Regions from separate parts of the Mus musculus genome. Here region 2 is linked to region 1. Evidence: chromatin contacts called from public Micro-C data. All regions are on one chromosome and are shown on one strand. Each heading gives the region's core, a stretch centred on a gene start, on an enhancer-like site or on the middle of the called end of the contact. The rest is flanking DNA. Distances are from core to core; before and after follow the strand shown.

The links. Hi-C and Micro-C count contacts between places; a contact is called where the count stands out from the background.
Region 2: a contact with region 1 is called in a Micro-C map of muscle stem cells, with 3 times the contacts expected there. The contact joins two enhancer-like sites. A contact is called at or near these places in 1 of 15 datasets of contacts at CTCF or cohesin (the NIH/3T3 cell line), 5 of 484 Hi-C or Micro-C datasets (CD4 T cells, the G1E-ER4 cell line, cerebral cortex and 2 more), 1 of 115 datasets of contacts at active chromatin or transcription factors (embryonic stem cells) and 2 of 9 other capture datasets (adipose tissue and liver).

The regions. Positions count from the first base shown.
Region 1 is chr1:152,553,379-152,559,275 of GRCm38.p6, reverse strand. It overlaps Rgl1 (ral guanine nucleotide dissociation stimulator,-like 1), which reads left to right. Exons shown (of 18, transcript NM_016846.4): 5 at 1,689-1,873; 6 at 4,856-4,980. Among named protein-coding and RNA genes, the nearest start is that of Gm51749, 16 kb to the right of the region's middle. Within about 2 kb of position 2,920, at least 176 of the 459 cell types and tissues checked have an H3K27ac peak or open chromatin away from gene starts, as enhancers often do. A contact at or near this core is called in the NIH/3T3 cell line, adipose tissue, muscle stem cells and 1 more, where this site is marked.
Region 2 is chr1:152,666,951-152,672,847 of GRCm38.p6, reverse strand. It overlaps a transcript of Rgl1 not described here. Among named protein-coding and RNA genes, the nearest start is that of Rgl1, 45 kb to the right of the region's middle. Within about 2 kb of position 2,902, at least 61 of the 459 cell types and tissues checked have an H3K27ac peak or open chromatin away from gene starts, as enhancers often do. A contact at or near this core is called in the NIH/3T3 cell line, adipose tissue, muscle stem cells and 1 more, where this site is marked.

The DNA.
Region 1 (5,897 bases), core at 1,671-4,170:
CGTGAAACAGTGATGCCCACAGAGAGAAACAGTCACCGTGTAGACATTACTGCTCTTGGTACTTGACCTCCAAAAGCTGAGTTAACTCTCAGTGGACTTTTGTGGCAGCCGGTCCTGATTACAGCTCAGCTCTTTGGTAGGAAAGTGCAGCTGGGAGTTAAGTCACTGTAACAGGCTGCTGGGCTTCTGCACACTGGATACTAACTTCTACTCTAGCTTTTAATTGTATGAACAATTTGTGTAGGTGTAGTAGATAATTATAATTTTCCTTTTTTTGATTCTGATTCTGTGGAACAAATCCAAAGAATACTTGTGCACATTAGACAGATGCTGTACCACCGCTATATCCCAAACCCTTTCAAAAAACATTTTTGTGGTTCTGGAGGGATCACTCAGCCTGTGAGATGCTTGCTGCACAAGATCTACAACCTGGGTTAGATTCCCCAGCACCCGTGGATTAAAAAAAAAATTGGATGTGGTGACATGTGTTTATCATCCTACTGCTGCGGAAGCAGAGCCTAGAGTATTTCTAGAGCTTGCTGACCAGCCATCCTAGCCTATCGGTGACCCCCCAGGTCCCAATGAGAGACCCATCTCAACAGACAAGGCAGATGGCTCCTAAGGAGTGGCATAGGTTACCCTCTGACCTACACACATACACTCTTTTGGGTGGGTGAAAGAGTTTTGTCACTGTAGCTAAGACAGTGTGGTTTCTTTGCCTTGGGATGCACAGGAATTTATTGATTCTCCCTGATACCTTCTCCAGCCAGCATCAGTGAACATCCCTTTCGATGGAGTTGTTTTATTAGGGAGGCAGACTAGCCTGGTGTGGAACTAACACTGAAGTGTCTTTGAAGTCTTCTGACGATGAAGCGTGGAGTAATGGCCCTGCTGCAGTTTACCCCTTTGTCATTGCTCTGACTCTGCTCTAGAGAGAGGAGCTCCCCGTAACTTACAGGCAACACCCTTAGTTACTCAGGAGGTGTCTGTAGCGCACCAAGCACCCAGAGCGTATCTGGCTGTTCTTGTGCTTTGACACCCGGGGAACCTTGTGACTCCATCACCCAGTGGTTCCTGACACGCCGTCTCATTATAATTTGAGAAACAAAGGGATAACTTTATGAGGAAAGCTTTGGTCCTTGTGCCAAAACCCTAGTGATGTTTTTAAAATTAAACAGGCATTTCCCCATTAACCTGGAGACTTCTTACTCCAGATGAGTTCTAGCCTAGTGGTAGCCAGTTATGTCCTAAGTTATCAATACGGCTACTTTTAGGCTACTTTTCTGTTTTATTACCTTTGTTCATCTATTTGTGTGGGAGTCTGAAGGGCTAGCTGAAGCATGCTACAGTGCAGGCTGTCAGAGGACAACTTGTTAACATTGTGTGGGACCCAGGCATCACTGAGCTCAGTTGTCAGGCGTGGTAGAAAGTTTCTTATTTACTGTGTCATCTTGATAGCCTGGTTTTCTGGTCTTTAATTTGAGCAAATGCACAGTTAGTGGCTTGTGTTTGGATTGTTTGGAACTCAGTAAATCCTCTTCTCATCTTTCGTCTGCCTTGGTTGGATTTTCTAACAACAAAACATTATTAGTCTCCCCAACCCTCTTCAGCTACCAGCTGTGGGGTCCAGGGCCTGTCTCGAGTCCCGTAAGCATTGTGTTCACTGTGTCTCCATCTCTCCTTCCCAGTGCCATTGCTTCCATCCTGAGGGCCTGGCTTGACCAGTGTGCGGAAGACTTCCGGGAGCCCCCTCACTTCCCTTGCCTTCAGAAGCTGCTGGAGTACCTCAAACAGATGATGCCTGGCTCTGACCCAGAGAGGAGAGCACAGAACCTTCTTGAACAGTTTCAAAAGCAGGACGTGGATTCCGACAGTGAGTACCTGTTTGGTCCCAGGGAAACCTCTACTGGGCTCTGCAATGTGGGGGCTCCCCATTCATTGACTCAATAAGAAACCCTGGTACCCTCAGAAAATTGGGATAGGTATAAAATTATTGAACTGTGAACCTCAGAACCCTAAGGTTTCAGAGTGAAAAGAGGGATTTTCAAGGCTGGATTTATGATTTTAAAGATTAAATTGTAAAACCAGCTCAGAGAAGCTAAGTAATTGCCCAGGGTGCCTACTGTTACCAGGAACAGGGTTTTCTTGATTTGTTTTTGTTTTTTTTAAACTTTCTCTTATCAACATGAATGGGCTTCTTCTCTGCCTAATGTGTTCTATCAGATATAAACGGGCGACAACCAACCAACCCTGTGTGGCTGGCAAGGGTTCAAGTCCACGTCCCTCTCACAAAAGCTTGGAAGAGGTGTTCCTCCTTTTCCCTAAAAAGCATTAGTGTCATGTCCCCTGGCAGCCCCGATTGCTGACATCGACTGTCTCTAGTGACCGAATCGAAGGAAGTCTCTGAGGCTGTTTTTTCCTATTGGAGGCTGACCTCGAGCTTCCAGGGACAAATGCAGAGCCACCACTGCTGGCCATAGAGTGTGCTGGCTGCCAGGCTCTGCAGAAATTAGTCAAGAGGTTCCATCGCGCTCCAGCGTGATGATATAGCCTTTCACCGAGGCACTGGGTAACAGTTGCCATGGCAGCTGACCCACTTGGAACTTCTGGTAGGCATTTCCTTGAAGTAATGTCCGGTTTCCTCAGTGAGGGAAAGGAAATGGCTCCTAACGCAGATAAGGGATGCTACCCCAAAGCCAAAGCAAATACAGTGACTTTAAATTCTACCCGGTACCTGTTGAGTGGTTTGTATGGACTGGGGACCAGAGAAGGGGAATGCACTTGCATCATTTGGCTCAGATTGCCAAAGGCTTTGTATCTCAGATGACTTCATCTGCCGGGAATGCTTGAATACCCTGGAAGCTCAGCTCCAGCTGCCAGACCTCAGCTCCCTTCAGGGCCTCCTCCCGCCTGCCCGCCCAGCTTTGTGCTCTGGTAGAAAACGCTGCTGCTGCTGCTGCTGTTGCACTGGAGCCCAGCTCGCCCCACTGGGGCTGCCTCTGGCCCCATGCCTAATTGGGGAACCAGTGGGACCAGTCATTGGTCCTCTCCGGCTCAGGGAATGGAGGGCAGAGCTCTTTTGGCAGGCAGAGGCAGGGACTAGGGAGGTGGCCTGACCTCACAAAAACTTTTAGGCAATACCCAAGAATGAATCTTTTCCTAAGTGTGGGCAGTTGTCATCAAGAATGCTCCAGGCCCTGTTTATGAAGTATAGGCTCCATTCCTGAAGAGGAATGTTGGGAGCTTAGTTAGTTCCCTTGTGCCTCTCACCCCCCAGCCCCCATGTCATACTCTGGAAAGCAGTGAGCTTTCCTGTGTGTTTGCAAAAGTAAAACTGTGCATAGAGATTTGTACATAACCCCTGGAGACTCAGGCAGGAGCAGTGAAAGCATAGACCAGGTCCCAGAGAGAAAGGATCACAGGTTTCACACGTAGTGACATTCTAGGTGCATGCCAGATTTACAAGGAATGAATGAATGAATGAATGAATGAATGTGTGAGTGAGTGATGTTAGTCCTTACCCTGTACTCTCCTTGGCAGAAGCTGGACAGCTTCTGCATTGTTTTATAGGTATTAAAGTACATTGTAGTCATCAGGAGGGGTAGAAGGCTCCTTGAACCTTTGATTGGCACATCCGATTTCTTCTTCACTGAATGAGAAAGTGCCAGAGTTGAGTGGAGAAGTACTGACATCAGGCGCTAGCATCCTCCACTGGGTGGGATTTTAGCTCTTTGATGGGTGCTTTTGCTTTGTATCCAGGATAACAGGAATAGATAGTGAAGCTCTCCTACCAGTCCCATTCACAACAGAACGTTCAGCTCTGAGGTCCAGAGCCAGTCCTGTAATCACAGCCCTGCCACCAGAGCGGGCAGGTAGCACATGGTACTGGACAGGTAACAGTCTCACTTTGAGCACCCCATTTCTCAATGGAAGCTTTGAAGAAGCTCTATCAATTCAATATAAGATGCCTAACAGCGTCCCCCATAAAGAGAAGGAAAAGGCTTAAAAAACGTAACCAGGCAGGGGGAGTAGTAACACGGAACTGGATTTCTGCCTGGATGCCACTGTGTGCAGCTAGGCTTCCCCAGCCCCAGCAGAAGTTCAGCTTTGACTGAAAGGGACCAAGAAGTGTGGTGGGAATGAGAGGGCCTGGGAGAAGGAGACTTCAAAGAGGAGGCTGGAGCTCGGCCCTTCAGCATTTCAGATGGGCTCCTGGGCAGTGATTCCCGTTGACTTCTTTAGGCTCTGAGCTGTGTAACTTTAGGATGGATGACCAGCAGTATAGGGTGCCAGGGCATTTATTTCCAATCTGTTTCTCACCTTTTCACTCTCTATGTGAAAGCTGACAGCAACCCTTTGATTTAGCAGCATTTGAGTCTGCTCAGTATTGTTAAAAGGACTACAGGTCTCATCACATCTCTGAAACCCCAATGACCTATCCTACCTTACCAAACCTTGGCCGGCCGCCTTGCTCAGTCTTTTAGGCATCTGGCTCTCTGTGGCTCAACAATCAAGGCTTGCAGGGCTGGGGTGTAGGTATTAGCTGGTTTGGTCCTGGAAATGTTGATGGAGTTGATGGGGGCTGAGATGAGGTTGTGTTCAGTTTTGCCTCTTTAGTTTTTGCCTGGGCTAGCCTCTGAGTGATTTCTCAGGGGTCACTCAACACCTCTCTGAGCTTAATAAGAACACGAGAATACTCAGGATTGTATCTCCATTTTGCTCCAATATATCGTTCTTGTTCGTCTCTACCTGTGGTTTTCTGAAGAGTTAGCCCTTTTCTTCCTGAATGAAAGAAGTGTAGTTTGACACTATGACCAAGGCACCCCCATACTGACTGTTTTCCCATCGTGGACAGATGGACTTCTCAACACCAGCTCCTTCAGCCTGGAAGAGGAAGAGGAACTGGAGAGCGGAGGGTCAGCAGAATTCACGAACTTCTCAGAAGATCTCGTGGCAGAACAGCTGACCTACATGGACGCAGTAGGTCTTCTCACTGTATCTCAGATGTGTCTCTACTTAAAACGTGGGGTGGTGGCAGTACTGTTGGCCCAGAGGGCAGTGGGCAGCACGGGGAGTGTGCCACAAGTCCTACTGAGTCTTTGAGAGAGTCTGTGTCTGTAAAAGGAGAGTTAAGGCTCTGTGAATCATTCGTGTGAATAATTTAAGCCTCGGCTCTTCTTGCAGCCCTGGGTGAAAGTGCATTTTCCTCAGAGCTCGGGTCACAGAGGGAAGTAAGAATTCTAATCCTAGCGAAACAGAATCTACCTTGTGCTGTGGGTATTTCTCTCCCTTTGGACTCATAAATATTTCAAGAGCCGAACTGTTTATTTGAAGGACTGTAAAGGGGTGAAAGCCGGAGTCAGTTTGAAGTAAGCCCATGGAGCCCACATGTGACCATATCTGGCAGCCCATCTCCACGTGTGCTTCCTGCACATTTGAATTTTGACCGTTTCTGTGTGCTGTGCACATTTGATTGTGTTAGTCACACTTCATAGCTTGGAGTTTGCTGGAAAACATAGTCAAAGAATTAGCAGTTACCACGGTGGTTTTGCTCTTCGGCACTTAGCTTTTGCAGCATATGAACTGGCTAAAGTTTCCATCCAATGGGAATGCAGATCAAGTATGGAAAGTAGATCACGTAGTCTATCTTGAGCACACGCTGGCCATATTTCTATACCAGCTTTTATACACCCTATATTCAGTTGTACAAATGAGAATCTGACCTAGTCAGCCATTTGTTGTTGTGTAACTGCTAGAGTGAGGGAAAGAAAAAATATTTTATTTTTATTGCTTTAAGGAAAAGACCTGAAAACCAGGCTCTAGGTCCCCCATTCTTCTGCGAGTGTGTAAGGTTGTCTCTAGGTCTCCCATTCTTCTGCGAGTGTGTAAGGTTGTCT
Region 2 (5,897 bases), core at 1,653-4,152, 110 kb before region 1:
CTTCTCCACCCACTCTCTCACTCCCACCTCACCACTCTGGGCCATCAAGCCTTCACAGGACCAAGGACCTCCCCTCCCATTGAAGCCAGATAAGGCCGTCCTCTGCTACATATGCAGCTGGAGCCATGGGTCCCTCCATGTGTACTCTTTGGTTGATGGTTTAGTCCCTGGGTGCTCTAGGGGACTGGTTGGTTGATATTGTTGTTGTTCTTCCTATGGGGTTGTAAACCCCTTCAGCTCCTTCAGTCCTTTCTCTATCTCCTCAATTGGGACTCTGTGCTCAGTCTAATGGTTGGCTGCGAGCATCTGCCTCCATATTTGTCAGGCAGCTATATCAGACTCCTGTCAGCATGCACTTCTTGGCATCCACAATAGTGTCAGGGTTTGGTGTCTGTAGATGGGATGGATCCCAATGTGGGGCAGCTTCTGGATGGCCTTTCCTTTAGTCTCTGTTCCATTTTTTTTTTGTTCCTGCATTTCCTTTAGACAGGAACAATTCTGTTTTAAAAATTTGGAGATGGGTGGGTGGCTCCTTCAACTAGGCGCCTTGTCTATCAACCGATGGTCTCTTCAGGTTCTGTCTCACCGATGTTGGGCATTTCTGCTAATGTCATCTCCATTGGGTCCTGGGAGCCTTTCACATCCATGGTGTTTGGGATTTTCTAGTGGTTTCCCCAGTAAAGCCCCACCCCACCCCACCCCACCCCACCCCCAGTGCTACATATTTCTACTCATTATCCTGGCCTTCTGGACTTCTTTCCTGTCTTCCCCCATACCTGATCCTGCCCCCACTTTTTTCCTCCTCTTCCCGTCTCCCATCCAGGTCCCTCCCTCCCTCTGCCTTCTGTGATTAATTTGTTCCCCCTTCTAAGTTTGATTGAAGTATCTACACTTTGGCCTTTCTTCTTGTTAAGCTCCATATGGTCTATGAATTGTACCGTGGGTATTCCAAGCTTTGGGGTTAATACCCACTTATCCCGCTGTCTCTGGGTGTAGGGGGATCTGGAGCACCCGATCTGCCTGGGCAGAGTTGTAGATGGGAAGGAAGATGTAGCCGTGGCAGGGCGGAGAGGTCTCTTATCTGCTGAGTTCTGTGGGGGTTCTAGTTAGGCCGGGCATTGGGACAGGGGGGTCTCACCATGAGCCTGATTATGATGGACTTCTTGGGAGTCAGACTGTCTCTGGGTGTGAGGGAGGGGCTCTTGGTCATTGTTTTTCAAAGTGTCATTATTTGTCTCTTTGGGCTAGAGTGTCATATTTGGAGCTAAGTGTTTGATTTTCAGAGTAATGACTAATCACAGCTATTCCATTTAATGATCTTAAAATATAAATATTACAAATATTTAATTTTAAGTTATAAATAAAATATTTAATAGAACATATTTTCTTCATAGAAGGCTTATGTATGAAAATACCTTAATTGAACTATACACATTATTAATGTTATGGATTTTCTGAGGTAAAGTCTTGCCATGTAATACAGAGTGGTTTGGAACTTGCTATGTAGCCTTGGGCTGGCCTCAAATTCACAATCTGCCTGCTTTAGTCTTCTGAGAGCTGGCATTATATTTGTACAGCACTGGGCTTGACCAAACTACATATCAAACAGACTTGTTATATCCTCATCATATTCAATAAGGCTGATCTTGATATATGGGCTTGGGACAGAGGGACAGAGTTAAATCAATAAGGTGGTGATTGTAGGGCAGTAGGGTGGGTGTGGTGATAAAAGTGCCCACAGGGGAGCTGAGAACAGTGTAGCCCCGTACGCTGATGTGGCCGTGGGTGACAGAGAAAGCAAGCATCAGAGCAAACAGTGTCTGAGTTCATGTTTAAGAGAAAAGTGGAAATCAACCCAGCAAATAGAATTCTAGAAGGGAATTCGGTTGACTATCCCTAGGAGAAGGACATCTCTGTGTAGAATTCTATCCTAGAATTTTGAGTTCCTGTAGCAGAAGAGAAGTGGCTAGAGAGGATGCTGAGAGTAACTGAGTAATGGGAGCTTCATGATGCTCACCCGGAAGCTGTGCGCCCTTGGAGTCAAGGGGGGCTTCAGGCATGCTGGGTTAGGTTTCTGAAAGTCCCTGTTAGATCTGTGTGGAGTGGCCCAGAATGTTTCCAGACCACTCTCCCTTACACTGCCCCTTCTCTTCTCTGGCTTCGCTCTGCGGGTCAGTGCTGAACTAGGGATTATTTGAGGATGTTCTTTTTTTGCAAGATGGTAATTTTCTTTTCCCAATAAAACTGTCCTTGAGACCATGTTCTTCAGTTTTAGTTTAATTCATTTATAAACCTCAAAGCACTGGCACCCTACTAGGCATGGATTGAAATAAATACCTGAGTGACTGGTGAGTTTTTTCATGATTTCATAGTCAGATGTTGTTCTACTAACTGGTAATGTATACCATAGTGCTGTCCTCTGTCCTCTGTCGTGTGTGTGTGTGTGTGTGTGTGTGTGTGTGTGAGAGAGAGAGAGAGAGAGAGAGAGAGAGAGACAGAGACAGAGAGAGAGACAGAGAGAGGGAGAGAGAGAGAGAGAGGGAGAGAGATTTGATGTGTTCTTGAGGTAACACTAAGTTATTGTGATTTAGTTTATTATTTTTGCCGTATTGCTGGCTGACTCTTCATTGGATTGTCACTAACCTCTGGACGTAATCTGTTTTTGGTTTTTGCATGTGTGAGAAGGTCACTAAAATACAGAGTATTCTCTGGCTCTGGGACAGAGACTTTCTCTGTGTGGAATGAAGGCCTGAGGGGCCTGAATGGAAATAGGACGTGACCTTTCTCTCTCCATCCAGCTGAGGAACGCCCACCCCCACCCCCCTCATGTTGTCACATCCCATTCTTGAGGGAGGAAATAGTAATGTGTTAATCATGCATGCTTTGGGGGTTAAGTCATACTCATGAGGGACATGAAGAGAGGGATCTTGTAAAAAACTGGATGACAGTTTGGACAAGCAGTGGGAGTATGTTGTGTTAAATTCTGAGGATCCAGCTCTTGAGCCATCAGCCTAAAGGCGGGGTTGATGGCAGAGCCCAGACTCTTCTTTACAGTTCTTATGAATTTCTCTTTTTGTCTGCCAGAGTTTTCATATGAGGCAAAGAGACAAAAATGTACTTGCTAGGAAGTTATTAATGCATAAAATGCTTTGGGGGCCTGAGGTCCGAGATGAGAAAGGTGACATCATCAGGCGTGAGAATTCGATTAGTGAGATTGGATGCACTTGAGCTGCAGCCTGGAAAGGAGAGGAATAGTACTTACCGAGCGCCTCCTTTGTAGGAAGAACTCTGCCTGGCAAGTCAGACTCCATGGCTTTACTGATGGCTTTGTTTTTGTTTGTTTGTTTTGTTTTGTTTTTCATTTGTTTTGTAAGAGAGAAAGAAAGTATGTGAAGGTGGATGTGTAGGGACGTGAGAGGATCTGAAAGAAGTTGGGGAGGGGAAGAATATCATCAAAATATATTGTATGAAGTACTCAAAAGAATAAATAAACACCATAAAAAAGAACTGTGTGTGGCACGTTTATATTTTATCAATATATTCAACTGTCCTAGCCCCAGGAAAATTTCATTTTACTCATAATAATTTTGAAGATTAGAGATGAAGGCACATGGCTGAAGCTAGGTGTTTGGCAAGTGTCAGAATTAGGGTGAAAGTCCCTTTGTCTGTGTCCAGTTCTACACTCTGGTTTCTTTGTGAAGCTGCCTACGAGCTTCAGGATCAGTCCGATTCTGTTTACTTTCTGTGTGCAGACCTCAGTCTTTGCTGGCTCAGGCAGTAGTACAGTTCTCCGAGAGCATGGCTCTGCAGTGTCCTGTAAACAGACAACCAAAGGCCCATCAAAGCCACCACCTTTTACACTCTTGACCTTGTCGGCAGTCTTTGTGACAGAGTTTCTGTTTAGGTCCCCACTATGTAGTATCTGTCTTGGTTTAGGCAGCTAGCTATGAGATAGCAGCTGAGACAACCAAGCTTGTAACTAACAGGCAGTTATTTCTCCCAGTTCTAGAGGTAGGATATTCAACATGGTTGGATTCCAGTGAGGGTTCTCTTCCAGGTAGCAGACAACTGACATTTTACTGTGTCCTCATGTGGCAGAAAAAGCTGGAGAGCCCTCCAGGGTACAAACTTTGGGGAATAATTTCAGTTATTATCAATATTCTGGTATTTCTTTAGCTCCACACTTTGGAAATGGCATCCTGAAACACTAAGCTCTTTGTAGACTTGTCTGTGTTTCTGAGATGTATTCCATATTCCAAGCTATTGATCTGAGCAGCCTGGCTGAAACTTGTATGCTTCACTGATTCCCTCAATACCTGGTCCTTCCTTGGACATTAGAGCTGCCCAGAAGCACATCACATGTCCTTGTTTTGTGCTCGTTAGCTAGGCAGTCATGTGTGGTCATAAGAGGGACATGAGAAACTTTTGGGAAAAAAAATAACCCAGTTTGTCATGATCACATGAGATAAAGCATGCCACACAAGGCTGAGTAAGAAGAGAGTGGTGTTCAGGAAGCAAGTGGGGGGGGGATTTAAACCAATCCTATATTGGGGTTAAGCTATTATGGCAAGGCAGGGCAGGTGAACAGCTTAGGATTGGCTAGTGTGAGGAATTTCAATTGGCTTTGGGCTGATTCTAGCTGCCTGACACCTGCCCAATGAGATTGAGATAGAGATAGCATCTCATGACTGTAAGATTGTTATTAGACGCGTTCTCACGACCGGCCAGGAAGAACACCACAGACCAGAATCTTCTGCGGCAAAGCTTTATTCTTACATCTTCAGGAAAAGAGAGCAAGAAGCAAGAGAGAGAGAAGAGCAAGAGAGAGAGAAAAGCAAGAGAGCGAAAAAGCAAGAGAGAGAGAGAACGAAACCCCGTCCCTCTTAAGGAGCATTCTCCTTCGCCTCGGACGTGTCACTCCCTGATTGGCTGCAGCCCATCGGCCGAGTTGACGTCACGGGGAAGGCAGAGCACAAGTAGTCATAAGATACCCTTGGCACATGCGCAGATTATTTGTTTACCACTTAGAACACAGGATGTCAGCGCCATCTTGTAACGGCGAATGTGGGGGCGGCTCCCAACATCTCCCCCTTTTTCTTTTAATAAGAGCAAATAGGCCACCCATATTAATGAGAGTGGAGATAGAGGTCAAATCCCCAGTGTGTAGGTAAAGGAGCCATGTACAGGATTAGCTCTTAGGCTTACAGGCTTTTACCCAGAGCAACCCTGACCTGCTCCCGTGTCGTTTTGCCTGGGGGAAGGGAACTAGGACACTGAACCTTCATGAAAGATGACATGTCTCCCTAGAATAGGCTCATATATGCCGCAGAGCCTTTCCATTGCAGTGCTTAGCCTTGCAACTCTCTCGGGCTGCTGAAGCACACTCACTCTATCCCGTGCAATGAGTCTAGCCTCATGGGATATAAGAGCTGAGTGGCCAGCGACCTATTGCCTAAGCATAGATAACCATATATCAGGGGGAGCTCCATGTTCTAGTCCTGCAAGCGCCTGGGCAATAACCACCTTGTCTCTCCTAGTTTAGGCCTTAAGCTTACAGACCAATCAAAGAAGCAACACTAATCCACAGCAAAGTGTATCTCCAAATAATATTAATCCCACCCATTTTTTAAAGAAAGAAAATGCTGAGGAGATCCAATTGGGTAATCCTTTGGTCAGGGACAGGTCCAAGCGCGTGGAGTTGACCTGAATGATGGCAAGCCTCGAAGGGTCTGTTCAAATTCAGCCATCCAATTCTGTAACATATACTGAAAAAGACTTTTTGACAAATTAGCTGCCCTAGTAAATTTAACATACTGAATGGAAATAACACACAATCCCGGAAACTTTTGTTCACATCCCTGCTGAGTTATTTGTCATAATACATCTAGTTGTATCTG